Linked DNA regions of Sus scrofa: all the other regions are linked to region 1. The links are chromatin contacts, called in public Hi-C and HiChIP or PLAC-seq maps. All regions are on one chromosome and are shown on one strand. The core of a region is the stretch at or near the end of the contact, and the rest is flanking DNA. Distances in the headings are between cores, read along the strand shown. Region 1 holds the start of FZD7 (frizzled-7). Region 2 holds the start of ALS2 (alsin). Region 3 overlaps CDK15 (cyclin-dependent kinase 15).

Region 1 (3,685 bases), core at 565-3,064:
AAAACCCCCAAAACCCAAAACAACAACAAAAACCAGTGTGAAGGGGAAACATGCTTTGGAAGAAAAAGATGAGGACTCCTGTGGAAGGCCGGATAAAAAGTGTGAGCAGTCTGACACCCTACCTTGGATTAAACGATCCAGCCCTCCAGACCCATTAGCAAGAGTGGAGAAGGACAAAGAACTGTGAAGTGGAGGGACAGATTTCCAGTAAACCGGTAATAGAAAATAAATAAAAGAAAAACAGAGGAAGCCAAAGTCTCCCTGAAAGGGAACCCAATTAACTGCCTTTGATTTCAGGATCGCTTTTTTGTTTGTTTGTTTGTTTGTTTTTGTTTTTTCTTGCTGGAGAAGAGGCTCACCGTGGGCAGCAGAAGCAGCAAAAGCAGCAACTTTTGCAAACATGCATCCCAATCAGAAATCCCTCAGGGCTCCAGCGCCTGGAACTGAGCTGACAGAAGGAAAGGGCTCCGCCAGGAGTAACGTTTTCTAAGGCGTAAGATTGCTTTGTGCGTGAGTGTGTGAGAGAGAGAGGGAGACAGAGAGGGAGAAGCAGATTTTTCCTTTCTCAACATTGTCATTTTCCTGCATGGGAATTCAGGATATTCCTCGCTGTCCAGCGAGAAGGGAGAGCGGCCCCCCTCCCTCCTAACTTCTGATCTCGTCGGGAGTAAGCAGGGCGCGCGCGCGAGCGCCCATTGCCTTCAGCAGGGCGAAGATTTGACCGGGAACAAAAGAACGCTTGCCAATCGGAAAACGCTACCCGAAAACAGGATAACTTCTCTTTGTGTTTTGAAAACTAATTAGCAAATGCCCTTGGTTTCTAATACCCATTTAAACTTTTCAACGCATATTCCAAGGATCAAATCATTGCTTCTGCGACAAAGATGGGATCCCAACACGCCGCAGAACTAAGAAAAAGAGGATAAATACTCTCTCTAAACCGTACAGTGTTCCTGGGCACTCGGGTCGCAGGTTTTTTGTTTTTAATAGCCATTTCCCCCAACACTGTTTTCTTATGGCTCCATTAAAGCTATACCAGATCGCTAGACCCTGGGCCGTGCTCGCGGGCAGGGTGACTTGGGGTCGGGGTCCCCAGCGCCCGCGGCTCCCCAACCCTCTCCCCTCCAAGGGGTCTGCACTTCCTCCCGCCTTACGTCGGCCCCTTCGCCCGACTCCAATTTCTTCGCGGTCGCGGCCCCTCCTCCTTTTTACAACTGGGAGCGGGGATGAGAGGGGATTGTGGCCTCACGTGGTCTGTTAGAGTCGGGGGAGAGAAAAGCAATCCGCGATGCGCACCCTTTTCTGGCCCCATAGTGAACCCTTCATTTAGGACCCCGCTACCCAAAAGTCCCCCGCCAAGCCCAGCATTTTCAGCTCGGGGAGGGCTAACGTGACTCCGAGTCACGTCCCTATCTGCCGTGGCGCTGCTCTATTCTCAGCTTCTCCCCGTAAACTTCCCCCGTGCGCCCTTCTATTCAGGAATGTGTATTTTAGAGTACCCGGAAGAGGAACAAATCTTTCAAGCAAATTCCCTTTCTGGTGCGTTCCCCCCTCCGCTCCCCCCAGCGAATTCACGGTAAAAGTTTTTCTTAACTTTTCCCTCCCAGCCCCCGCCCCTCCCCTCAGGAATCCGCCCAGAGCGCTGCAGACTGTGCCTCTCGGGTTCCCTCGCCCGCCCCTTCCGACTTCCACCCAATCCGGAGGCGACCACACAGAAAACAAAGGCTGCCATTGGGCGGTCTTGGAGCTCCAGGGCCCGCCCCCGGAGTGGTTTGTGAATGGGGGGAGGGGAGAGGGCGGGGCGGCCCGGAATCCTGCGAGCGCGACGCTTCTTCTGCGGAGTTGCTGGGCTCCGAGACGTTACTCTGCGCTCCCTCCCGGCGGGCGGCGGCGGCGGCGGGCGCCGCGACTCACCGGCCGGGGCTGCGCGGGACTGGAGAGGCCAGGCCCAGGCCGCGAGCACGGGGGCCTCATAGCTTTGGACGCAGTGTGACTGGATTTCTTCAAAGAACTCGCAGAGCTCTTGGCTCCAAGACGCCGATAGGACTCAGAACGAGAATCAACCGTTTGGCTGAAACTTGGGGACAAGCTTTTGGGGCTGAAAAAGGAGCAGGGAGTGGAGAAGAAGGCGGCGGAGAAGGAGGTGGCGGCGAACTGAGCCTCGAGGCAAGGAGGCGGAGCAGCACCGCAGAGGCGGCGGCCTTGGCTAGCAAGCCGCGGCGCCGGGCTCTCGCTCGCCGGGGGCCCAGACGCAAGCGGGGGGCGCGCGCGTTACTGTGCGCTGTGAGTCAAGAGACTTGGGCAAACTTTGAAGGGTAACCGGAGACGCTTGTTGCTCTTCGCCGCAGAAAGAGCCGCACCGTTACGTCCCGGCGCGAGGAAAAGGCGTCTCCCCCCCATCGGCGCCCCCGGCCCAGGCAGACGTGTTTGGGCCCCCGGCGGCTGCGCGAGTGCTGGGCGGAGGCGGCGGCGGCGACGGCGCCCTTGCGGCGCGAGCACCCTAGCTACAGCGCCCTCGGCTCCGCACCGCCCACGGCCCGGCCCCGGCGCCGGGAGGACTCTCATGCGCCCGGCGCGGCGGCGCCTGCCGGGATCCCAGCCTCTCCTGGCTGTCTTGTCGCGTTTCTTGGGCTGAGAGCGCCGCTGCACCCGCGGCCGGCGATGCGGGGCCCCCGCACGGCAGCGTCGCCCTCGCCTCTGGGCCTGTGCACCATGGTGCTTGCAGTGCTGGGCGCACTGCCCGCGGGCGCCGGGGCGCAGCCGTACCACGGCGAGAAGGGCATCTCAGTGCCGGACCACGGCTTCTGCCAGCCTATTTCCATCCCTCTGTGCACGGACATCGCCTACAACCAGACCATCCTGCCCAACCTGCTGGGTCACACGAACCAAGAAGATGCGGGCCTCGAGGTGCACCAGTTCTACCCGCTGGTGAAGGTGCAGTGTTCTCCCGAGCTGCGCTTCTTCCTGTGCTCCATGTACGCACCCGTGTGCACCGTGCTCGATAAGGCCATCCCGCCGTGCCGTTCTCTGTGCGAGCGTGCCCGCCAGGGGTGTGAGGCGCTCATGAACAAGTTCGGCTTCCAATGGCCCGAGCGGCTGCGTTGCGAGAACTTCCCTGTGCACGGCGCCGGCGAGATCTGCGTGGGCCAGAACACGTCCGACGGCTCCGGGGGCCCAGGCGGCGGGCCCACCGCCTATCCTACAGCGCCCTACATGCCCGACCTGCCCTTCACCGCGCTGCCCCCGGGAGCCGCTGACGGCAGGGGCCGCTCGGCCTTCCCCTTCTCGTGCCCCCGCCAGCTCAAGGTGCCCCCCTACCTGGGCTACCGCTTCCTGGGCGAGCGCGACTGCGGCGCCCCCTGCGAGCCGGGCCGCGCCAACGGCCTCATGTACTTTAAGGAGGAGGAGAGGCGCTTCGCCCGCCTCTGGGTGGGCGTGTGGTCAGTGCTGTGCTGCGCCTCGACGCTCTTCACGGTGCTCACCTACCTAGTGGACATGCGGCGCTTCAGCTACCCGGAGCGGCCCATCATCTTCCTGTCGGGCTGCTACTTCATGGTGGCCGTGGCGCACGTGGCCGGCTTCCTGCTGGAGGACCGCGCCGTGTGCGTGGAGCGCTTCTCAGAAGACGGCTACCGCACGGTGGCGCAGGGCACCAAGAAGGAGGGCTGCACCATCCTCTTCATGG
Region 2 (3,685 bases), core at 735-3,234, 240 kb before region 1:
ACTATACCTTTTGTTTCTTTAACGGTCAAAATGCCCAAAGTCAGTCAGTGACAACCTAAATTCTGAAAGGCTGAAGTCTGGAGAGAAGGGATTCCAGTTCGCATTGTGTAAATTAACATAAAAAATAAGAGGCTCACATAGTGCCACTCAAATCCCACCCCCCCCACCAAAATCATTTGTTTGGTACTTTACTTTCTGTATTATCTTATCAAACGTTAACACTGTGCAACAATTTTTAACATTTCTTGCTATAACTATAATTCTTAAATCTGCCAATACTAGTCACCGTTTGGAAACTAATATAGTTAAGCCAGCTAGAGTCCATCAGCATTTTCTACATTAAAAGGCTCGAGTGGAAACACCAAAGTTACCACAGACCAACCTGAAATCATATTTTCTTTAAATACACCCCATGTCATAAAATCATCTGGGAACTCTTTCTTGATTTTAAAAAGTGAATTGTAGTTCTTTTCTAAAAATATCCAGTTCTCTTTCACATCACTTATAAAACAATGATTCAATGGGTCATGATGTAGTGAAAAAGGAAATGACTTATAAAAACAGCTGATATGTACTGAATATTTACATACGGTGCAAGACACTGTAAAAAAACACAGTACATGAACCATAACACGTAAAGGTATTATTATATGGAAGGCACTTTTATCCTCAATTTAGAGATAAGGAAACTGAGGTAGATAAGCAAACTTGCCCAAATTCAAAGATGTAAATGTATTTGATTGCAGGTCCAAAGCCTAGGATCTTCGCCACCATGCCTCTATTATTAAGATTAAAATACTGCAATTTACTGCAAAAGCAAATTCACTTTTTAAAATTCTTTGAGTATTCATTAACTCAAAGGTCAAGTGGTCACTTCAAATTATTTATATTTGTGATAAACCGAAAAAATACTGGACCAACAGGTTTGCTGAATTTCTGTACCTGTTCAGAATAAACACACATCACACAATTTTATTCTTCAAAGCCTTTTAAAAAATATTTACAACCACCAACAAATCCAAAAGGCACTAGACTAATGCTCTGCATTTTGTTCAACAGTTACTTCCTTTTCCATTCTCAACCAGAATGAGAATATTCTACTTGAATAGGCCACTTCAGCCTGGGTGTTTTTCCTTTTCCCCCATCAACAAAGCTCTAAGCAGTACACCACCACTTCTGCCAACCTACAGTTGTCTGCTTCCAAAATAGCCCTATTACCCAGAGGACCTATGCCAGCCTCAGGACCAGTTCCTCACGATAGCCCCTATATTATTTTCCTACCTTCACTTCTCAAAAGAACTTACCACCCTCTGCTGGATCACCTGACACGTCAAAAGACTTTGCTGAACTACTAATTCTTAACATCAAACTCATTTTCTTTTTCCTCAACAGCCCTTTCAAAGCATGGAAACCCTGGATCCACTCTCCACCACGATCTGCACCCAAGGGCAAACCCATCTGAGACTCTCACCAAGGTTCGCGGCCAAGGACCTCGGTTTATCTGCTCGGTGCCTAGAGTGGGCATTCAATACATCTTCCTGAATGAATGGGTGGAAAGCAGCGTGGGTGGAGGCGGGAAGGGGGGCGTGAAGGTATTTCACCAGGCTGAGATCTCTGAAGTGGCGCCCGGTCCTGGGAGGGAGGAACCGGAGCGAGTGAGAGAACCTGGGGCCGTCGGGTGCTCACAGACAGGCAGACGCAGTGGGTCAGACGCCGGCTTGAGAGAACGCCGGCGTCGTCTCCGTGGGTCGCCGCAGCGCCCTCCCGGGCCTCGGCCTGCGCCTCCGCCTTCCTCCCAGACCCGGCCTCTCGCACACTGGAGGCCCCGGCCGGTCAGCCATCGGAAACCACGGGCCAACCCGGGACCCGCGCTCGCTCACCTGACGCTCCACCGGCAGCACCACTGTCTGCATCCGGCGCGAGCCTGGCAGCCCGGCGGGTGCGTGAGATCAGCTGATTCACGGGGGGCGGGGCCTCCGGGCAGGGGCGGGGCTGCGGAGTGGAGAACGGGAGGGGGATCACCCCCGAAGTTGGGTGGGGTTAGATGGCAACGGCGTCTTGTAGGGATCAAAATTACTCAAGAGGCGTTAGGCACTGTGGGCAACGTTCCCAGGAGTGCTGCCTTTTCTTTAGGACCAGGCAGAGTATATATGCCTGGGATGCACTTGAGCAATGACGTAACATGGCGTCGCCGGGACCTAATTATCCGATCGCTTCCATGGTAACAGATGGTGAAGAGAGAGGTTGGGAGCTGCAGATATTTTGCTGCCACCTCAAACTGCAGGAGTCCGAACGGTAAGTTCGCTACTCTTGACAGTGAAAAGGCTAAAATGTCTTCAGACTTCTTCTATGGACTGTACCCTAAAGTAGTCACTTCCTCCCCCGGGAATGACGTCATCGCCACGCGGCGCCGTTAGCGCTAGTATCCACACTGATTTTGCTACTTAGTTGCGACCCCAGATGATGGAGTGTGGTAGGAGGGTATGAGATAGCTTCTCCTATGATCCCCACTGGACTCTTCCATATATAATCCGAGTAAAGCCAGTTTGCCCAGCACAGTTTCACGACGTCTGCTTGTTGGAGCCATAGCCCTACCCCGACTCAACTCTCACCCCCGAAGTCCCCTCATGAAGATTTTCCGAAGCCGCCACTCTTGGCCCATAGTGGGTGTAAACTCTACTGCTAGGCAGTGTGCCATCTCTGGGCCTGCAAACCCGTGTTCAGACCATCAGTGACAGATGTGCAGTCAGGGTCTGAAGCTCCTGTGCATACTGCATACATGGTTTAGTAGGTTCACCAACATCCTCAACTCAGTTGCCTCCTTGGCCCTCCATCACCTGCAAAACAGTTGTCCTGCAACGATTCAGCTAACCTTGTTCACTCTTGCACCAGTGCTGGAAATAACGTGGTCAGGCAGTCTTGCTAAGCCCCAAACTGTCCTTAACAGATTGCTACTCAGAATTTCTTCTATCCCCATTCCCTGCTATTCCCAACCCACACACTCCTAACTTTTTACCCAACTCTACCCACCCACCCTCTTTGGTAAAATTTTTAGAAATAAAAATACATTGCCTCCTACATTTCTGAGGAAAATGAGGCCACTAGGAATGAATTTCCTTAACTCCCACCAGCCACTGTTACAAACCCTACCTGCAACCCCAGCCTTCCTTTCCTTCTCCCTCTTTCTCCTTGTAAGTGCTCTGTCTCTCAAGATGAATCCCATCCAATCCCCTTAGAGGCATGCTCCATTACTTATCCCTTTTTGTGTGTTTTCAATCTCACTGTCTCTTGTTACTCTTCCTCTAAAGATGTAAGCCAGTTCCAGCATATCCTGTCTTTAATTTTTTTTTCCTTTATCCTCCTTTCTTTTGCAACCTACTTTTCTACCTTTACTTTCTGACTTCCCAATCTTCCTCATCCCACTTTACAATCTTTACTTTGTCAGGTCTACTGAAACCAGTAAGTACCGTCTAATCTTGAAATCTAATGATGCAGTCTAAGAATGGAACTTCTGTGACTTCTATGAAGTCATTTAAAAGAAACAAGATGATCTATATGTATGATATGGAATAATCTGGATGTTAGTTTAAGAGAAAAAAGCTAAATGCTGAATAATGTGTATTGTATTCTACCAATTGCATGTTATGTATGCCTTTTCATAGGAGAGAGAAAGAGAGGTTCCTTG
Region 3 (3,685 bases), core at 477-2,976, 170 kb before region 1:
AACCTACACCACAGTTTGTGGCAATGCCAGATCCTTAATCTACTGATCAAGGACAGGGATCAAACCTGCATCCTCGTGGCTACTAGTCAGATTCATTTCCACTGAGCCACAGCGGGAACTCCTAGAATGTTGGCTTTGTAACAGGCCATTCTTAGAGCTACATGAAAGGGTAGATGGGTACCAGATTGGAACGTGCTTCATAATCCTCCTAAGGATTTGGACTTGACTAATAAGCAAAGAAAAGGCATTGGGTGATTGTTAGCAGGGAAGTGATATGGCAGGATTTAAATTTTAGAAAAAGTGCTTGAAAGACTATATGTAGAATTAAATTGGTAGTTTAAATTCAAGACCAGAAGCAATGTGGCAATGCTCTAGTTTCTAGAAGATAAATAGGAAGTCTCAGCTAGAGACGTGGCAAAGGATAAGGACTGTTGGGGCAAAACTAAAAAGCATGTAGGAGGTAGAGTCAAGGGGAGGTTGTAACTGACTAGATTTGAGTTGCGAAGGAGAAACCTAAATCCAGTGGGTGAGAGAATGAGGGTACCATACACTGGCACAGAGGGAAAAAAGGGGGGTACTGAGGAATAGATTCGTAGGGCATGTAATGAGTATAAGGTTTGAACATTTCCAGATTAAGAGATCTCTGGGGCCACCAAATGGAGATATCTCAAAAGCAATGAGAAATGTAATTCTGCGGAATTCCCGCTGTGGCTCAGTAGGAACGAACCCAAATTAGTATCCATGAGGATGTGGGTTCGATCCCTGGCCACGCTCAGTGGGTTAAAGAGCCGGTGTTGCCGTGAGCTGTGGTATAGGTCAAAGACTTGACTTGAATCCCGAGTTGCTGTGGCTGTAGCGTAGGCTGGCAGCTGCTGTTCTGATTTGACCCCTAGCCTGGGATCCTCCATGTGCCACAGGTGCAGCCCTTAAAAAAGCAAAATACAAAACAACAACAAAAAAACGGAAGTGCAGGCCTATGATTTTAAGGGTCTTAATCTAGACGTGCAAAATTGGAAGTCATCTGCTTAAATGGTATTTAAAGCTCCAGATGTGAATTCAGTTGCTCCAGGGAGCGCATGTAGCGAAGGAAGACTGATGGAGCCCTGGGGGAGCAGTGCTGCAGGATCGGGTAGAAGGGAAGGAGTCTTCGGAAGCTGAGGAGGAATAGCCAGAGAGGCCAGAAAAGACCAGAAGATGGTGATAATCATTATTGTCATCATCATCATCCCATGGCAATAGTAATCCTGGAAGGGAGTGCCAAGTGCCATGCCCACAGTCTCAGTGCCGAGCACAGCACCTGCCCCGGGTGACCCTTGAACATTCGTAGAGATGCCAGGGGAGTGATAAATGTTGTCAAGTGACACATTGTTAAATGCCATACACTTGGAATGGCGTGATCCAGCTATAGCGCAAACATAGCTTGTGGGGGTGGACAGACATTAAACAGGCACTGCTCATGGGTGGGAGGGGGGGCGGGGAGGGGGACTCCTGACTGTGCCTGTCCCGCCCCCTTCTCCATCCATCCACCAGGAGAAAGGCCTGGCTTTCCTTCCTCTGAAGAGAGGAACAGGCTTCAAAGGATGAAATACTTGCTTAGAATCCACAAAAAAGTTTTGATGCAGGGTTAGAAAAGTGACACTCCCTCCCGCCCCCGCCATGTGAATGGAGGTGCCGGGCTCCAGTGCCGAGGAGTGTACTGACTTTTGGCGTCCTGATGACACCCAGACAGGAGAGAGCCTGGTGCTCCAGAGCCAAATTTAGACTCCTTGAGCAAAGGACTGAGGGACCTTCCAAGCCAGCTACCTGAGGCAGAGGGAGGAGCAGCGGTGAGGGCAGGCGTGGGGGGGGGGGGGACAGATAGAAGAGCAACAGATTTTTGCAAGCCGCTTTAAAGTTCCTGCTCAAGATAGCGAATTAAAGCTAACACCATTATCAACTATCTAAATATATGGTATCTCAGGAATGCATTGTATTCGGGAAATTCCAGAGGTGTAGTTCAGTAGACGGCACCATTGATAACCTTCGGGTGATTGCGGGGAGACTCTAGTAACTAGAAAATGTTTTACTTTGTGCTAAGGCTCGAAATGATCCTGGTGATATTTTATCAATCAACCAACAAATCTCTATTGATCTGAATCGGTTGTGAAATATATCTTAAAGATGTATTCCTTAAAAATATATTTTAAGATATATCTTAAAGATATCTTAAAGTATATAAATACACATATTTATATATGTAAATATAACTTAAAGGTATATTCCTTAAGGATATATTTTTTTAAATGCATGATTTTATTACTGGAGCAACCATTTGACCCTCATTTCACTTTTACTCTCTTTCGTGTGGAAATTAAGATGTTCAGCTTTTGGAGTTCCTGCCATAGCGCAGTGGAAATGAATCTGACTAGGAACCATGAGGTTGTGGGTTCGATCCCTGGCCTTGCTCAGTGGGTTGAGGATCCTGCATTGCTGTGAGCTGTGGTGTAGGGCACAGACACGGATCAGATCTGGCTGTGGCCCTGACGTGGGCTGGCAGCTCTAGGTCCGATTAGACCCCCCTTGGCCTGGGAACCTCCATATGCCTCAGGTGCAGCCTTAAAAAAGAAAAATAAATAAATAAATAAAGATGTTCGGCTTTTAAACTTGCCCCGTTGCAACTTCTTTGGCTCTTCCTGCCTGGGATTCCAATTGAACTTGAATTGGAAACTCTTTTCAAGAGAGCTGGAAAAGGAGGAGATGGAGAGGAATCTGGTCTAATGATTTACCATCGTCTTTGGAAGGAGAAGGGAAATAAGCTACCTACAGCCCCATGATTTGAGAGGCTACCGAAGCCAGAGAAGCAGTCTCCTGGTGAAACGGTGCTGGGTAAAATGCCTCTTTGTGGATCGTTCTCTCATTGATCGCTTGTAGTTTAACTACTGGGGAAAAATCAATGGGAGCAAAGCAGGGTCGGTCAGCATCTACTTATCTGCATAAGGGCGGAGGGCTGGCCACAAAGCAGGCACTGGGCTTTGGCTCTGCTTCCTAAGAGCAAGCTGGCTGACCCTGGACACCTCAATCCCTCTATCTAGGCTAACGTAGCTACAAATTAGATGAGGAAGAGAGTCAGATACAGTCTACAGAAGTCATGGAACCTCAAGGTCGATGTTGTCATACTGCCTCCTGGAGCCACTCTTAAAAGTAGAATAAACCACTCTTTCCCAGTAGAATTTATGAGGACTGATTTTCCCTTGTCATGCCGACCCTTTCACATCCTTGAAAAACATATGAAGTAAGTGTCAGACACGATGTTCTGTGATTTTTACCTACGTTGATTAATTGGATTTTCCCAGGCCCACTTGAGGAAATGAGTCTCAGAGAAGTGTAGAAATCACTGGTGCGGGGCAGACCTGGCCCTCCTTGCTCAACCAGCATCCTTTGCCTCATTTAGCGCCCCTCTAGGAATATCCAGAGACATTAAAGATGATAATAACTAGACACAACAACAGACCCTTTCAAGACCCTCCCCAGGCTCCTTGAGTCTGACTCTGTGGGGTGGAGTTAGGGCTTCCTTTTGTCCGCAACTCTCCCTCGTGATGCTTCTTGGCTTGGGGACCACTGTGTGGGACCAGGGACCATGCTGCCTCTCCTAAAGGAGAGGTGGGAACAAAGAGAAGAAAAAGAAAAAGGAAGACGACTAACATTG

What was found. A called contact is a pair of places that touch in the nucleus more often than the background predicts. HiChIP or PLAC-seq counts read pairs in DNA pulled down with a chosen protein or histone mark.
Region 2: a contact with region 1 is called in a Hi-C map of skeletal muscle, with 5 times the contacts expected there. The contact joins the promoter of ALS2 here to the promoter of FZD7 in region 1. A contact is called at or near these places in 2 of 5 promoter capture datasets (fetal liver and liver), 9 of 47 Hi-C or Micro-C datasets (alveolar macrophages, brain, embryonic fibroblasts and 4 more) and 1 of 2 datasets of contacts at active chromatin or transcription factors (skeletal muscle).
Region 3: a contact with region 1 is called in an H3K27ac HiChIP or PLAC-seq map of skeletal muscle, with 8 times the contacts expected there. The contact joins the enhancer-like site here to the promoter of FZD7 in region 1. A contact is called at or near these places in 1 of 5 promoter capture datasets (liver), 11 of 47 Hi-C or Micro-C datasets (alveolar macrophages, embryonic fibroblasts, epiblast stem cells and 5 more) and 1 of 2 datasets of contacts at active chromatin or transcription factors (skeletal muscle).

What each region holds. Positions count from the first base shown.
Region 1 is chr15:105,642,350-105,646,034 of Sscrofa11.1, forward strand. FZD7 (frizzled-7) reads left to right here and starts at 1,815. Exons shown (of 1, transcript XM_013984388.2): 1 at 1,815-3,685. The coding sequence starts at 2,662.
Region 2 is chr15:105,399,168-105,402,852 of Sscrofa11.1, forward strand. It overlaps ALS2 (alsin), which reads right to left and starts at 1,985. Exons shown (of 34, transcript XM_021076185.1): 1 at 1,881-1,985. It overlaps CDK15 (cyclin-dependent kinase 15), which reads left to right and starts at 2,003. Exons shown (of 14, transcript XM_021076193.1): 1 at 2,003-2,295.
Region 3 is chr15:105,475,670-105,479,354 of Sscrofa11.1, forward strand. The region is part of intron 10 of CDK15 (cyclin-dependent kinase 15); the gene reads left to right. Among named protein-coding and RNA genes, the nearest start is that of CDK15, 76 kb to the left of the region's middle. Within about 2 kb of position 1,727, at least 6 of the 83 cell types and tissues checked have an H3K27ac peak or open chromatin away from gene starts, as enhancers often do. A contact at or near this core is called in skeletal muscle, where this site is marked.